Regions from separate parts of the Mus musculus genome. Here region 1 is linked to region 2. A link is a contact called in public ChIA-PET data. All regions are on one chromosome and are shown on one strand. Each heading gives the region's core, a stretch centred on a gene start, on an enhancer-like site or on the middle of the called end of the contact. The rest is flanking DNA. Distances are from core to core; before and after follow the strand shown.

Region 1 (6,639 bases), core at 1,486-3,985, 350 kb before region 2:
TCAACAAAACTAAACAAAACATGAATTCTCATCCCTCTATGTGGAAACAGCTATGAAGAAGGCCAAGAATGGAATGTCTCCAGCCAGGATGTCAGCTATTCATGTCCAATAAATCTTGTTGGCTACAAAGTCCACATGACTTATGAGGTTATCCTTTCATGTGGCACAAGTGGATATTTATATTGCAGCTTGAGTATATAGCGCAAACAGAGTTATAAAGCTCTGTGCACACTGTACATTCCATACATGTGTTAATGTAGAAATGCATATCACCTATAAAAGTTTGTGTGTTTACAGAGAAAGGACCAGACACCAAAGAAGACAAGACAAATAGCCTAAATGATCCAACCTCAAACTGCCTTAATGGCTGGCCCCTCAAAATTATGCATCCAGAACAACTTCAAAATAGCTAATCTTGCAGCCTCAAAGACTGCCCCACCCAAGGATTCAGCTAAGCCCTGCACCTTCCTAGCACACAGCGAATGCACAGCAAATGTTACAGCTTGCTTTCTTAGGACTTGACCATTATCCTCATTGCCTTGGTGCCCCTGAGAGATATCATCATTCCCAGAAAGCGGGAAACAATTTTATACACACTAAGCCCTCATTCCCAAGAGTGGGGTGGTAGGTATGTGGTTGTTGAGTGGGTGTAGAATAAGTAGCAGTGGTCACAAGATCTTAAAGGTTCTGGTCATGGAGCAAACAAAGGGAAGGAGATTAGATTCTGGGGTTTCTCTCTCTCTTTTTCTCTCAGTCGTTCTTTCTCTACTATCTGGCCAGGCATTGGTGGCACACGCCTTTAATCCAAGCCCTTGGGAGGCAGAGGCAGGCAGACGTCTGAGTTTGAGGCCAGCTGGTCTACAAAGTGAGTTCCAGGACAGTCAGGGCTATACAGAGAACCCTGTCTCGAAAAAAGAAAGAAAGAGAGAGAGAGAGAAAGAAAGAAAGAAAGAAAGAAAGAAAGAAAGAAAGAAAGAAAGAGGGGGAGAAAGAAAGATAGTTTTAATAATAATAATAATGGTAATAATAATAAATAATAATAACAAAATGTTTAGCCTCTCCTTTTGCTCACAATCCAGAAGAGGTAGTGGAAGAGAAAAGTTATTTAGATATGGGGGAAGTGGACCTGTTTAACAATAGCTTTTGGGGGGCAAGCTCAATTTTCTTTGTCAGCAGTTCAGTCCCATGGCAAACACCAAATACGAATCAACAGCTTCAGTCCAGACTTCTTGGCCAGCAGACCCCATACAGGAACCAGCAGGTACAGTCCAGTCCTCTCAGTAGGGAAACACCATGCCTGAATCAGCAACTGTAGAAACCAGAAGAGCAAGCAGACACAGAGCAAGCCTTTCCTTCTTCCAGGTCTTCATGTAGGCTTCCAGCAGAAGTCATGGCCCAGAGCAAAAAGTGGGAGGGGCTCCTGCTCAAATATTCTGGTTTACACCTGTGTCTTCCTACCTCAAAGAAAAGGATCAGAAATTGATTTTCACACTTCAAATTAAGCAAAAACACCTCACAGATGCTGCCCTCCATTTTGAGGTTTTAGTTAACCCCACATGTAGCTGACATCAAAGAATCATCACCATGGTCCCTGTCCGAGTTCTGGAACTGCTCTCTGGGGCTTTGCAGCTCCTTTTAGCACCCATGGCTCTGCCTCCTGCCTCCCCTCTTACAGGGAGTTTTCTTCCCACGGCTGGAAAAGCACGTAAAGTTCTTCTGGATGTAGTTTGATGAGAGCAGGGCGGCCTGAGACCTGAGAGCCCTGGAGAAGTGCAGATAGGAAGGAGGCCCTGGGGCAGCTCAGCAGCCTGGATCCCCTTTACCCTCAGCTCTGTGGGTTCAGACGCTGTCCTCTTTGTTTCTTCCACCAGGCGGCGCTGTTGCCCAAGAATGCGATGCTTCTCTTTCATCTTCAACAGGTGAGACTCTGGAGGGTCTGCAGTGGGAGGGAAGATGGGAAAGGGGACACCTTTCTCTGCAGGAATGCTCTGGATGTTGGGATGTCATGGGCTGTTACAAATTAGCATTCAAACGTCTGAGTCGAATTTATCTTGTTCATAGGGAATCAAAAACTCACATCAGCTCAAGTGCAAAGATGAGCACACACTGTGTCTTCTTCCTGGGATGAGGCTGTGACCCACTGGGCATGGTAGGTTCATAAAATGAAATATCATCTGTATTTTTAATTTTATGCTTTTTGACAAATTGTCATTTCAATACACTCTATTTCAACCATCTTTTCCTGTCCTGTTACAGAGCGCTCTTCATTGGCTGGTGGGACAGTGATGTCCAAACATTCCTGTGCCCTCCACTCCTGTCCTCACACTCTGGATGTGTAGGAGAAAGAGAAGGAGTATTTTTCAAATCATATTTTTAAAATTTTATTGTCATGAGATGTAATCATTTTTGTATGTGAATATGTATGTGCACTAGCACTAGCATTCGATCCCTGGGAACTGAAGTTGCAGATGGTTGACAGCCACCATGTGCTGATGGAACTCACCCTGGATCCTCTGCAACAGGAACTGTTACAAACGCGTTCTCTCACACCCGGCCAGGAAGAACACAACAACCAGAATCTTCTGCGGCAAAGCTTTATTGCTTACATCTTTATGGGGCCAGAGCGCCAGAGCGCGCGGGAGAGCGAGGGCGCGCCAGAGCGCCGAGTCCTATTGTTACATCTTTAGGCAGCGAGAGAGCGCAAGGCGCGCAGAGCCAGAGAGATGCCAGCGAGAGAGAGATGGCGGAAACCCCCTCCCTCTTTAAGGAGAACTATATTTTTGCTAGGATGCATCACTCCCTGATTGGCTGCAGCCCATGGCCGAGTTGTAGTCACGGGGAAGGCAGAGTACATGGGGGGAGGAGTACCCTGGCACATGCGCAGATTATTTGTTTACCACTTAGAACACAGGATGTCAGCGCCACCTTGTGACAGCGAATGTGGGGCGGCTCCCAACAAGGAACACGTGCTCTCAGCTCTGAGCCATCTCTCCAGCCACCACTGGAATGTTCACATCAAAACCACACAGCTGATCCACAGCCTGCTGCTGAGCACATGAGAGAAACTAGAGGCCCAGGAAGAGACAGTGTCAGTGCATAGCTCAGGAGGGAGGGGAGCTGGGCACTGATGGGGAGAGGCCTGAGGACAGAGACAGAGAGGGGCTGAGCAGGAGGGGACAGAGGCAAAGGGGGAGACCTAACTCCGCAGAGTCCCCTGTTGGAGGGTATCTCTGTCAGATTGCACTGGACACATCTGCAGAACCCTGCTGGTCTCTTCCATTTCATAGTGAACGCTATGCTGGTTTGAATGAGAACAGCCACACGGGCTCATAGGAATGAATCCTTCATATCCAGCAGATGGAACTCTTGAGAAAGATTGGAGGTGTGGCTTGGTTGGAGAAGTGTCACTGGGCTGGGCATTGAGGTTTTAAACATTTCCAGGCTCCAGGCACCTGCGTTTGGCTGTGCCTGTGGTCTGGCTGGACTTTAATGGCGTAGGTTGCGGAAAGCTGGACCAGGGACCATTATAGAGCAGGTGAACGTGCAGACCGCCATTGCGCATGAGCAGGAGCTGCTCAAGATGACTGACAGGCGTTTCAGGAAGTGCATCAGGAAGCCTGGGGCTCCTTGGACAACTCTGAGCAGGAATGCATCACCATATGCATGGACCGTTACAAGGACGCCTTGAACACTGTGTCCTACGCCTACAACTCTCGACTGCCACTGGAACAAGCCAACGTGTGATCGACACCTGTGCTTTCTGACAGTGCTCTCAGAAGACAGCAAGGACCAGTGTGAGTGCAGGGACATGGCTGACCCACTGAGCTGTGACCTCATGAGAGAGCAAGCCAATGAAGCACTGATGGGAGGGTGGGGAGGAGCGACTCCCACTGTTCCCAGTGTCTCTCCTTTGGTATGCAGATAGATGTGTGAGCTTACACTGTTCTTGTACCATGTCTTTCCTCTGCCGTCATGGATTCACATTCTCTGAAAGTAGAGAACAGATTAAAAACATTCACAACTTGATGGGGTCCCAACGTCTTATAGTCGTAGAAAAGTAACGAAAGCCAAGTGTGATGACACAGGCCATTAATCCCAGCAGACAGGCGAACTCTGTGAGTTCAAGGCCAGCCTGATGAACATGGTCATCTGTGGAGACCCACCTTGCCTTATAAAAACAGGATAAAACAGAAGAAAAGTAACAGAGACAGATCCTTCTGTGGAGCTGCTTAAGGCCAGTTGCTTCCCTAGTCAGGATGAAACCTAAGAGCATCAAGTTCTCAGGGAAACGGGGGAGAGGTCAGGTCAAACTCCACACAACCAAAACCTGTGTAAACTTAATCTTTCCCAATATCACTGATCAGGGGTGAAACCTCGAAACACCAGTGTGTGCTCTCTGGCATGAGGATCATCTTTCTTCCAGTGTCCACACTGCACAGGCGTGAGGAACTCTGGGGCCAACTCAGTTATCAGATCCAGTGTCCCACACAGCTGTGACATTCATGTCTCTCACCTCATCAGCTCTTAAGTGTGAGTGAAGGTCAGGGAGGGAGGGAGAGGGTCAGAAATTACATAACTTCTACCACACTATCATCCTTTTTCTGTGGTATAGTCGGTGACAGCTCCTCTCCTACTGTGATTAAGTCACTAAAACAAATGTACCTTGGACGTGCAGACACAGAGAAGTGCAGTGGAGACAGCGATCAGTGCCCTGCTGTCTGTGGTCTGCACAGGGGTCTCTCTTCAGTGGACAAGGGGGTCTCCTGTGCTGAGACAACGACAATCCACTTGGACAATCTCAGAAGCCTCTAACCCTGAGGCTGAGAAGACAAATCCTAAGGGGAGAGCAAAGTCTACACTTAACAGATGAGAGTCCTGCACTCAGGCTTGGCAGTGTGAACCACCCCTTGCAGGTGAACAGAGCCTGGTCTCTGTGGGGTCCGTGTGGGCTTGCAGGCCAGCGCCTCTGCTTTAAGGAGAAACCTCTCTCCACTGCGTCCCCAAGCGCTTGTGTCCCCATTGTATTCCCGGAAGTGGCTTTTCTTCTAGAAGACACTAGGGTGTGACTTCTGAAGAGAAGAAGGAAGAGGAAGGGTGGAGGAGAGGACATAGAGAGTCTGGCCTGAGAGTCTCTCCTGGTGTCCTGACAGCTTCTGGATCAGGACTTAGAGACTCCACAGCACAGGGTTCAGGCAAAGTCCTAGTCTCCAGTGTATGAGGTCAGGGCTGGGGAAGCCCAGGGCTGGGGATTCCCCATCTGGTCAGTTTCACTTCTGCTCCTAACCTGGGTCAGGCGCTTCTGTCAGGACACTGATGACACGCCTACAGGTCTCACACCCAATGGGTGGCGCGTTCCTGGGGAACCAACCAGCTTCGCGGAGGCAAAGTCCACACAGCTAGCAGAACTCAGATGCCCCGGATCCCAGATAGGATTGGATGGCTTGGCGCACAGTGCTCCTGCTGCTGGAGGCCGCCCTGGCCCCGACTCAGACCTGTGCGGGTGAGTGCGGGGTCGGGAGGGAAACAGCCTCTGCGGGGAGGGGCGGGGCCAACACCGGGGTAGCCTCGTCCCTGTGTGGCTTATCTGATCTTTCACCCGATCTCCACCAGCGTCTCCAGCCCCGCGTCCTGCTCCCCTCCCAGCCCGCGCACCCGCCCGTGGTCCTGGGAGGAAGTCGGGGTCTCACCGCTTTCCGCCCCCAGGCTCACACTCGCTGCGGTATTTCCACACCGCCATGTCCCGGCCCGGCCTCGGGGAGCCCCGGTTCATCGCTGTCGGCTACGTGGACGACACGCAGTTCGTGCGCTTCGACAGCGACGCGGAGAATCCGAGGATGGAACCGCGCGCGCCATGGATGGAGCAGGAGGGGCCGGAGTATTGGGAGCGGGAGACACAGGTCGCCAAGAACACGGAGCAGATTTCTCGAGTGAACCTGAGGACCCTGCGCGGCTATTACAACCAGAGCGAGGGCGGTGGGTGACCCAGGGTCGGATGTCACAACCCCTCCATGTCCGGACAAGGAGACCTGAGATGGAAAGTTCCCGGGCCCCAAGTCCGAGGTTCGGGAGCAGAACCACAACCCAGCACTGGTCCCTTTCAGTTTGTAGGTGTCCGCTAGTGGTCGGGTCCGGCAGAACACGGGAGGGGGGTCAGGGGGTGCTGACCGCGGGGTCCCGCAGGCTCTCACACTTACCAGCGGATGTCTGGCTGTGAGGTGGGGTCCGACGGGCGCCTCCTCCGTGGGTACTGGCAGTATGCCTACGATGGCCAGGATTACATCGCCCTGAACGAAGACCTGAAAACGTGGACGACAGCAGACATAGCAGCTCAGATTACTGGACAAAAACTGGAACAGGTTGGTGTTGCAGAAAGAGAGAGGGCCTACCTGGAGGGCGCGTGCATGGAGTCGCTCCGCAGATACCTGGAGCTCGGGAACGCGACGCTGCTGCGCACAGGTGCAGGGGCCGCGGGCAGCTCCTCCCTCTGCCCTGGGGCTGGGGCTCAGTCCTGGGGAAGAAGAAACCCTCAGCTGGGGTGATGCCCCTGTCTCAGAGGGGAGAGAGTGACCCTGGGTCTCCTGATCCCTCATCACAGTGACTGCACTGACTCTCCCAGGGCTCAGCCTTCTCCCTGGACAG
Region 2 (7,307 bases), core at 2,144-4,643:
ATACACTCTCATACTTTCTCAAAAAATAAAAAAAATTAGAAAAAAAATCTTATCTGGGGGGTAAGGGACCCAAGACAGCACACACTAGCTCAACGTGCCTCCTCTATTGTCCCCTCCTCCCTCAAATTACAAAACTCTCTGTATTCCTTCCCACTCAGTTCAACAGAGCTGTTTCAAAGCTTCCATAAAACTAGCTTCTCCCCCTCTGACAGTTGTGACACCCCAGGAGCAAACAGGGTTGAGTCTGTATAGAGTTGAGGGGGGGCCAGCTGAGCCTAGGTCTCATCCCTTGCTTCTAGCTCTATGCCTGAACATTGCTCAGCCTTATCCAACTGGGTGTTGGCACCAAGGAACCCAGGTGTCAGGGCTGTGGGGTGACCAGGGTGATGGTCCTGGAAGTGGACCGTGAGGCTCTTGAAGAAGTCACACACTGCATACACAAATAGCAGCCATCTGTGTGTTTCCACGTGATGTGGCTGGGAGCCAGGTACCCTGCAGGCACCTCAGTCTCCCTCCAGAAAGCCTTTCAACCATGGATGGTAGACGTTGGCCAGAACAGATTAGACTTTTCCCTGGGTCCATCCCCCTCAGCTGCCAGGGTCCAGGCAAGCTGGATTCTTTTTCCTGGGCTTGACTGCCCATCACCGCAGGCACCACATTTGCCTCCTATCCCTGGATCCACCACCGGAGAAGAGCACTCAGAGATTGGACAAGACACAAATGTTTACACAGGAACGCCAGCGCAGATGAAGGCATAGGTACCAGTCATTTTAAAGGTAAAAATCATGTATTTTAAGGGACAGGCACTGCTGCTTTCCAGCATTCGCAAGGCCCACACAGGGCATAGGAATGAAGGCCCCTCCACCCTGCCCTGGTGGTCACCTGCACGCACCTGAGGGCGCATCAGAGCCACCCTGAGGTCTTCTGGGACTACTGGTAGCGCCTGCAGGAAAGAAGCAGTTCAAGTTCAGAATAAAGGTGGGCTCAGCCAGCTTTGCAGGCAACCTGCTCCTATACTCACCTTGACTCTTCTTCCAGATGGCAGTGCTGGATGCTGGTGGCCCTGGAGTGGCAGCCAGGAATGGGCGCAGTCGAGGGGGACTCAGGCCAAAGGGTGCAGGGTTCAAGTATGGAAGGAAGGGCCCAGTGGGGGCAGAGGTAAAAGGCTCAAGTAGTGGGAATGGCAGGCCCAGGGAAGACGAAGGGTCGGACTCTGGGGGACGCTCGGGTACAGGTGGCTCTTTGTCCAGGGCAGGGGGTGGTGGCGGGGCTGGGTTCTGACCATGGTCTATACAAACATGCAGATGCTTGAAGAGTGAACGGTGAGTGCGGAAGCGCAGGAGGCAATTCTCACACCTGGGGGCAGGCACAGTACTGGACTATATCCTGGGCAACAGGAAGGGCCTATCCACTGCTTCCCAGGGACCAAGATGTAGGAAGGGTATCTATATCAGAATCTCTGTAGTACTGCACACAAAGTAAAGGAGCTTGGCCTACAGGCCCTCCTTTACTGTAGTCTTAATTCTTCTGGACCTTTCCAGCTCAGAATCTCAAGTTTGGTTTTACTTAAGTGCCAGTTTTCCACATAAGACATGAGGTAGAACTGGACGGAACCACGGCATGTATACCCTGCACCTCCAAACTGAGCCCGTAGCCAGAATGACTTAATTCCCATCTGTTTTCCATGCATGGTTGGAGCTGGTTTCCCAGGCCACACTCATACTTCAACCCACCCTTCCTCCACACACACTAAGAAGCACTAAAGATCTGGGAATTGAAAGAGGGGGATGGTCAGGCTCTCACTTGAAGTAGCGGTTGGGCTTGTAATGCAGCTTGCCGTGGGCTACCAGCTCCTGCATGCTGGGGAAACTCTCAGTGCAGCTCAGCGCGGAGCATCGGAAGAGTTTGCCTGGTAGGGATAAAGTGCAGATGTGGAGTGGGGTGGTTAAGACTAACTCTGGGGGGGGGGGCTCTGCCTATCTGCTTCACTATCAGCAACCCTCATCTTACCTTCCAGTGACTGTGTGGGTGGGCAGTGGGTACGGAGATGCTGTGCTAGATCACGAACACTGGGGAAACTGAGGCAGCAGCCGGGGCTAGAGCAGGGTATTTGTTTCCCTGCAGGAACGAATGGGTGTCATTACTCTCTTCCTTACTGACCTACCCAAAAGCCTTGATTACTCCCCACCCAGCCACTGTCAGAATAAACTGCCCGGAAGGGCTGGATTGGTTTAGTTCATCTCTGGAGCCACACCTGACATATTGACAAGGTGCTCAGTAAATGGTGAAGACCACCCCCCACCCCACCCCCCCACCCCCGCAATGGGATAAAAGGTGATTCCTTGTCTTGCACCATCTCAGCCCTATCAAAGGCATGTGACTCCCCAGAAAGGTCCACAGATAACCTGGCGGTGGACGGCGTCTGGGCAACCGAAGGTCCTCATTGGTCCCCACGCCTGTGTTGGTTGAGCCAGTCTGGCAACTGTCTGAGGCTGGATAGGCAACTTGCTGCAGAGGTCCTCCATGGTCCCACACTGGTGGCATGGCTGTTGGGTTAGGGCTGGGCTCCTCCACGGAGGAAAAAGTGGCTGGAGCTGCCCCATCTGGAGATGCCACCTCCTTGTCTGGCTCACCGGAGCTGGATTCTACAGTGGTCAGCGTGTCCGAGCTGGGCCTGGATGGTTCCTCCTGGTGCAAGAAGTGGCTAAAATCAGGCTGGGATCCCTAGGTCAGACAGATGCCCTTCTACTACAAAGGTCCACAAGACAGACTCCTTCAACACTCACCAGATATTACCCAGTCATTCCACTTTCTGAGTCACCAGCAAGATACGGGAGATAAGGGCAGACCGAGCTACTGTCTCCTAATTCCAATTGCAGGAGTTATCAGGGATTATGCATAAAAAAGCAGCATTAACATCCCTTCCTCAATTTTGGCAGGAGAGGCACTAGGGGCGGAGGTGTGGCCTAGAGGAGCAACTAGGAAATGCTGGAGGGCCTACAGTGGATCGTGTGATGATGGGGAATACTGGCTAAGCTAGAGCTGAGCAGATAGACGCTCTGAGCCAATACGTGTTAAATTTAGGGACTGAACTCTAGGAGAGTGGGTGTGGCCCGGCCTTCAGGGCTGGACGAAAGCTAAGTGACAGTCAGAGGCGGGCGGGGACCCGGATGTGGGGGCGGGGTCAGCTGGAGGGGGGCGCGCGGCAGGACCGTTCCCTGTCAGTCCCGCTGCTCTTCCGCGTCCGCGTGCGGGGTGCTGCGCTCACCATCCTCTACTCAGTTACACCTCTGGTTCCCGTGCCTTCGGAGGCTCTGGCTCCAGCAGGGGCGTCTTCCTCGGCGACACGGTCTCTCGCTCACATCGGCGCCATTTTCCCGCTTCTCAGATCTCGCGAGACATGGGGTGTGGCCTAATTCTGGGCGCTTCTCTAGAAGGAGGGGCCTGAGACTACACTGCAGCTCTTATACAGAAACAGAGAAGGTCTGCTTTTGATTGGTCTTAAATTTCAGAGAAAACTGACAAAAGCTCTTCCCCTCCCCACTTTTATAGCCCAGGTTGGCCTTACACAGAAGTTGACCTTGAACTTAGATGCCAATACACCAGGTTTTAGGTGGTACTGAGTATCAAACCCAGAGTTTTCATATATGCTAGGCAAACTCTCTACAAAGCAAGCCACATCCTTAGCTCTGTACACATACACGTACAAATGAATATGTATATGCACAGATGTGAGCAGGTAAGAGCGGAGGTCCAAGGTAGACATTGTCTTCCTTCATTGCTCTCCACTTCATTCACTGAGGCAACATCTCTCACTGAAGTTGGAGCTCACCAGTTCCCACCTAGCTAGCTAACTTACTTGTCAGAAGATTCCTGTGTCCACCTCCAAAGGGCCCTGATTACAGGAAGCTGCTATGCCTCACAGGGAGGGCTAGAGATCCAAACTCTTTCTCATTTACATGATTGTGGGTTTGAACCCTGGTCCCTTGTGTCTGCACAGACCCATCTTCCTAGCAAGCACCATAAAATTTTCAGCACATCCAGTGTGCAGCAAGTACGAATCTGTTGTAATAGCCCAATGTGAGAAACACTCTAACTAATGGATCTTCAGGAACAAGCAAATTCCACAGGTCGAGAGGTGTGAAAATGAATCCCAAGTGCACTACTACTGAGAGGTCGCCTGCCCACCCTACTTTCCTTAAGTGCATCCTATGTGCCAGGAACTTAGTACTGCTCTTGGGAGTCTCTAGTCAACCAAGAAAATGGAGAGACAATAAATCAACAACAGCAGAAAAATGATCTTGGATCTATCCTAGGAGATAAGAAAACAAACAAAACTGATGTGAAATGAGGAGTCAGGGAAGCCTGTCTAAGGGGGTGACTTGAGCTGTGCCTTGATGCCTACAGAAGCAGAGCACTACAGCAAGCTGGCGCAGATGTCCTGAGCTGGCAAAGAGCAAGCTCCCCTTTCGTAAGCAAGGGCGAGACCTCTGCACTATTGAAACAGAATAAAGATGTTGGTATGGAGGTCAGAAAGAGAACTTGGGTGAGTCCTGTAGGGCTTCCTTTCTTCCTTCCTTTCTTTCTTTCTTTCTTTCTTTCTTTCTTTCTTTCTTTCTTTCTTTCTTTTGTTTTGTTTTTTCGAGACAGGGTTTCTCTGTGTAGCCCTGGCTGGAACTCACTCTGTAGATCAGGCTGGCCTCGAACTCAGAAATCTGCCTGCCTCTGCCTCCCGAGTGCTGGGATTAAAGGCGTGCGCCACCACGCCTGGCTCCTGTAGGACTTTCAAGAGGTGGAAGAGAGAGAAACCATGGTTTCTGAAGTAGTCATTGATGAATGTTTGTTTTTCCATTTTTGTGTATGTGGTTGCATGTATATATGCACACATGTTTGTGGGGTATTTGTTTGCAGGTGCATACTCACATTTGTGGGTACATGTTCACTTTGTGGCTTGTGCATATGGAGGCTGGTGGTTGCAGTGGGGAATAATCCTCCAGGCCTCTTCCTCCTTATTCGATGAGACAGGACCTCAAAATCAAACTCAGAGCTCAACAATATGACTATTCTTGCTCTGGGGATGCACGGTCTCTACTGTCTGAGGCTGAAGCTGCAGGTGGGCCATAGTGCCCACCTGGCATTTACCTGGTATCTGGGGATATGAACTTAGGTCGTCATATTTCTATGGTAGGATCAGTTGTATGACAAGACTTTTTCCAGGGAAACACAAACACTTCTACTCACCTTAGATAAATAACCCATGACAGAGCAAAGTATGAATAACACCAAAGCCACTATAGTGGATCAAGGGTTTTCTTAAGTTACTACAGGGATATAGGCAAGGGGTTACTTACTGAGGGAGAAATGACTCAAAGACATTTGAATCTGCCTTACCAAATTCCACCCCTTAATGGGTGTATTAGTTAGGATTTTACTGTTGTGAACTGACACCATGACCAAGGCAACTCTTTTTTTTTTTTTTTGAAAAAATTTTTATTAGGTATTTATTTCATTTACATTTCGAATGCTATCCCAAAAGTCCCCTCCACACTCCCCCACCAACTCCCCCACCCACCCACTCCCACTTCTTGGCCCTGGCCTTCCCCATATAAAGTTTGCACTACCAATGGGCCTCTCTTTCCACTGATGGCCGACTAGGACATCTTCTGATACATATGCAGCTAGAGACATGAGCTCCGGGGGTACTGGTTAGTTCATATTGTTGTTCCACCTATAGGGTTGCAGATCCCTTTAGCTCTTTGGTTACTTTCTCTAGCTCCTCCATTGTGGGCCCTGTGATCCATCCAATAAATGATTGTGAGCATCCACTTCTGTGTTTGCTAGGCCCCGGCATAGCCTCACAAGAGACTGCTATATCTGGGTCCTTTCAGCAAAATCTTGCTAGTGTATGCAATGGTGTCAGCATTTGAAAGCTGATTATGGGATGGATCCCCGGATATGGCAGCTCTAGATGGTCCATCCTTTCATCTCAGCTCCAAACTTTGTCTCTGTAACTCCTTCCATGGGTGTTTTGTTCCCAATTCTAAGAAGGGGCAAAGAGTCTGCACTTTGATTTTCATTCTTCTTGAGTTTCATGTGTTTAGCAAATTGTATCTTATATCTTGGGTATTCTAAGTTTCTGGGCTAACATCCACTTATCAGTGAGTACATATTGTGTGAGTTCTTTTGTGATTGGGTTACCTCACTCAGGATGATGCCCTCTAGGTCCATCCATTTGCCTAGGAATTTCATAAATTCATTCTTTTTAATAGCTGAGTAGTACTCCATTGTGTAAATGTACCACATTTTCTGTATCCATTCCTCTGTTGAGGGGCATCTGGGTTCTTTCCAGCTTCTGGCTATTATAAATAAGGCTGCTATGAACATAGTGGAGCATGTGTCCTTCTTACCGGTTGGAACATCTTCTGGATATATGCCCAGAAGAGGTATTGAGGGATCTTCTGGTAGTACTATGTCCAATTTTCTGAGGAAGTGCCATACTGATTTCCAGAGTGGTTGTACAAGCTTGCAATCCCACCAACAACGAAGGAGTGTTCCTCTTTCTCCACATCCTTGCCAGCATCTCCTGTCACCAGAATTTTTGACCTTAGCCATTCTGACTGGTGTAAGGTGGAATCTCAGGGTTGTTTTGATTTGCATTTCCCTGATGATTAAGAATGTTGAACATTTTTTCAGGTGCTTCTCAGCCATTCGGTATTCCTCAGGTGAGAATTCTTTGTTTAGCTCTGAGCCCCATTTTTTAATGGGGTTATTTGATTTTCTGGCATCCACCTTCTTGAGTTCTTTATATATATTGGATATCAGTCCCCTATCTGATTTAGGATAGATAAACATCCTTTCCCAATCTGTTGGTGGCCCTTTTGTCTTATTGACAGTGTCTTTTGCCTTTCAGAAGCTTTGCAATTTTATGAGGTCCCATTTGTTGATTCTCTATCTTACAGCACAAGCCATTGCTGTTCTATTCAGGAATTTTTCCCCTGTACCCATATCTTCGAGGCTTTTTCCTACTTTTTCCTCTATAAGTTTCAGTGTCTCTGGTTTTATGTGGAGTTCCTTTAATCCACTTAGATTTGACTTTAGTGCAATGTTGGGAGCCGCGCCCACATTCGCCGTTACAAGATGGCGCTGACAGCTGTGTTCTAAGTGGTAAACAAATAATCTGCGCATGTGCCGAGGGTGGTTCTCCACTCCATGTGCTCTGCCTTCCCCGTGACGTCAACTCGGCCGATGGGCTGCAGCCAATCAGGGAGTGACACGTCCTAGGCGAAATATAACTCTCCTAAAAAAGG

The links. ChIA-PET counts read pairs in DNA pulled down with a chosen protein or histone mark.
Region 1: an RNA polymerase II ChIA-PET map of memory CD8 T cells shows a contact between it and region 2, with 114 read pairs. The contact joins the promoter of AA388235 here to the promoter of Zfp414 in region 2. A contact is called at or near these places in 2 of 115 datasets of contacts at active chromatin or transcription factors (memory CD8 T cells and pancreatic cancer cells) and 1 of 9 other capture datasets (adipose tissue).

The regions. Positions count from the first base shown.
Region 1 is chr17:33,977,588-33,984,226 of GRCm38.p6, reverse strand. It overlaps AA388235 (expressed sequence AA388235), which reads right to left and starts at 2,735. Exons shown (of 1, transcript NR_033305.1): 1 at 1-2,735. It also overlaps the pseudogene H2-K2.
Region 2 is chr17:33,625,178-33,632,484 of GRCm38.p6, reverse strand. It overlaps Zfp414 (zinc finger protein 414), which reads right to left and starts at 3,393. Exons shown (of 6, transcript NM_026712.3): 1 at 3,269-3,393; 2 at 2,406-2,688; 3 at 2,011-2,118; 4 at 1,804-1,909; 5 at 1,022-1,356; 6 at 769-943. The coding sequence starts at 3,271. The coding sequence ends at 879.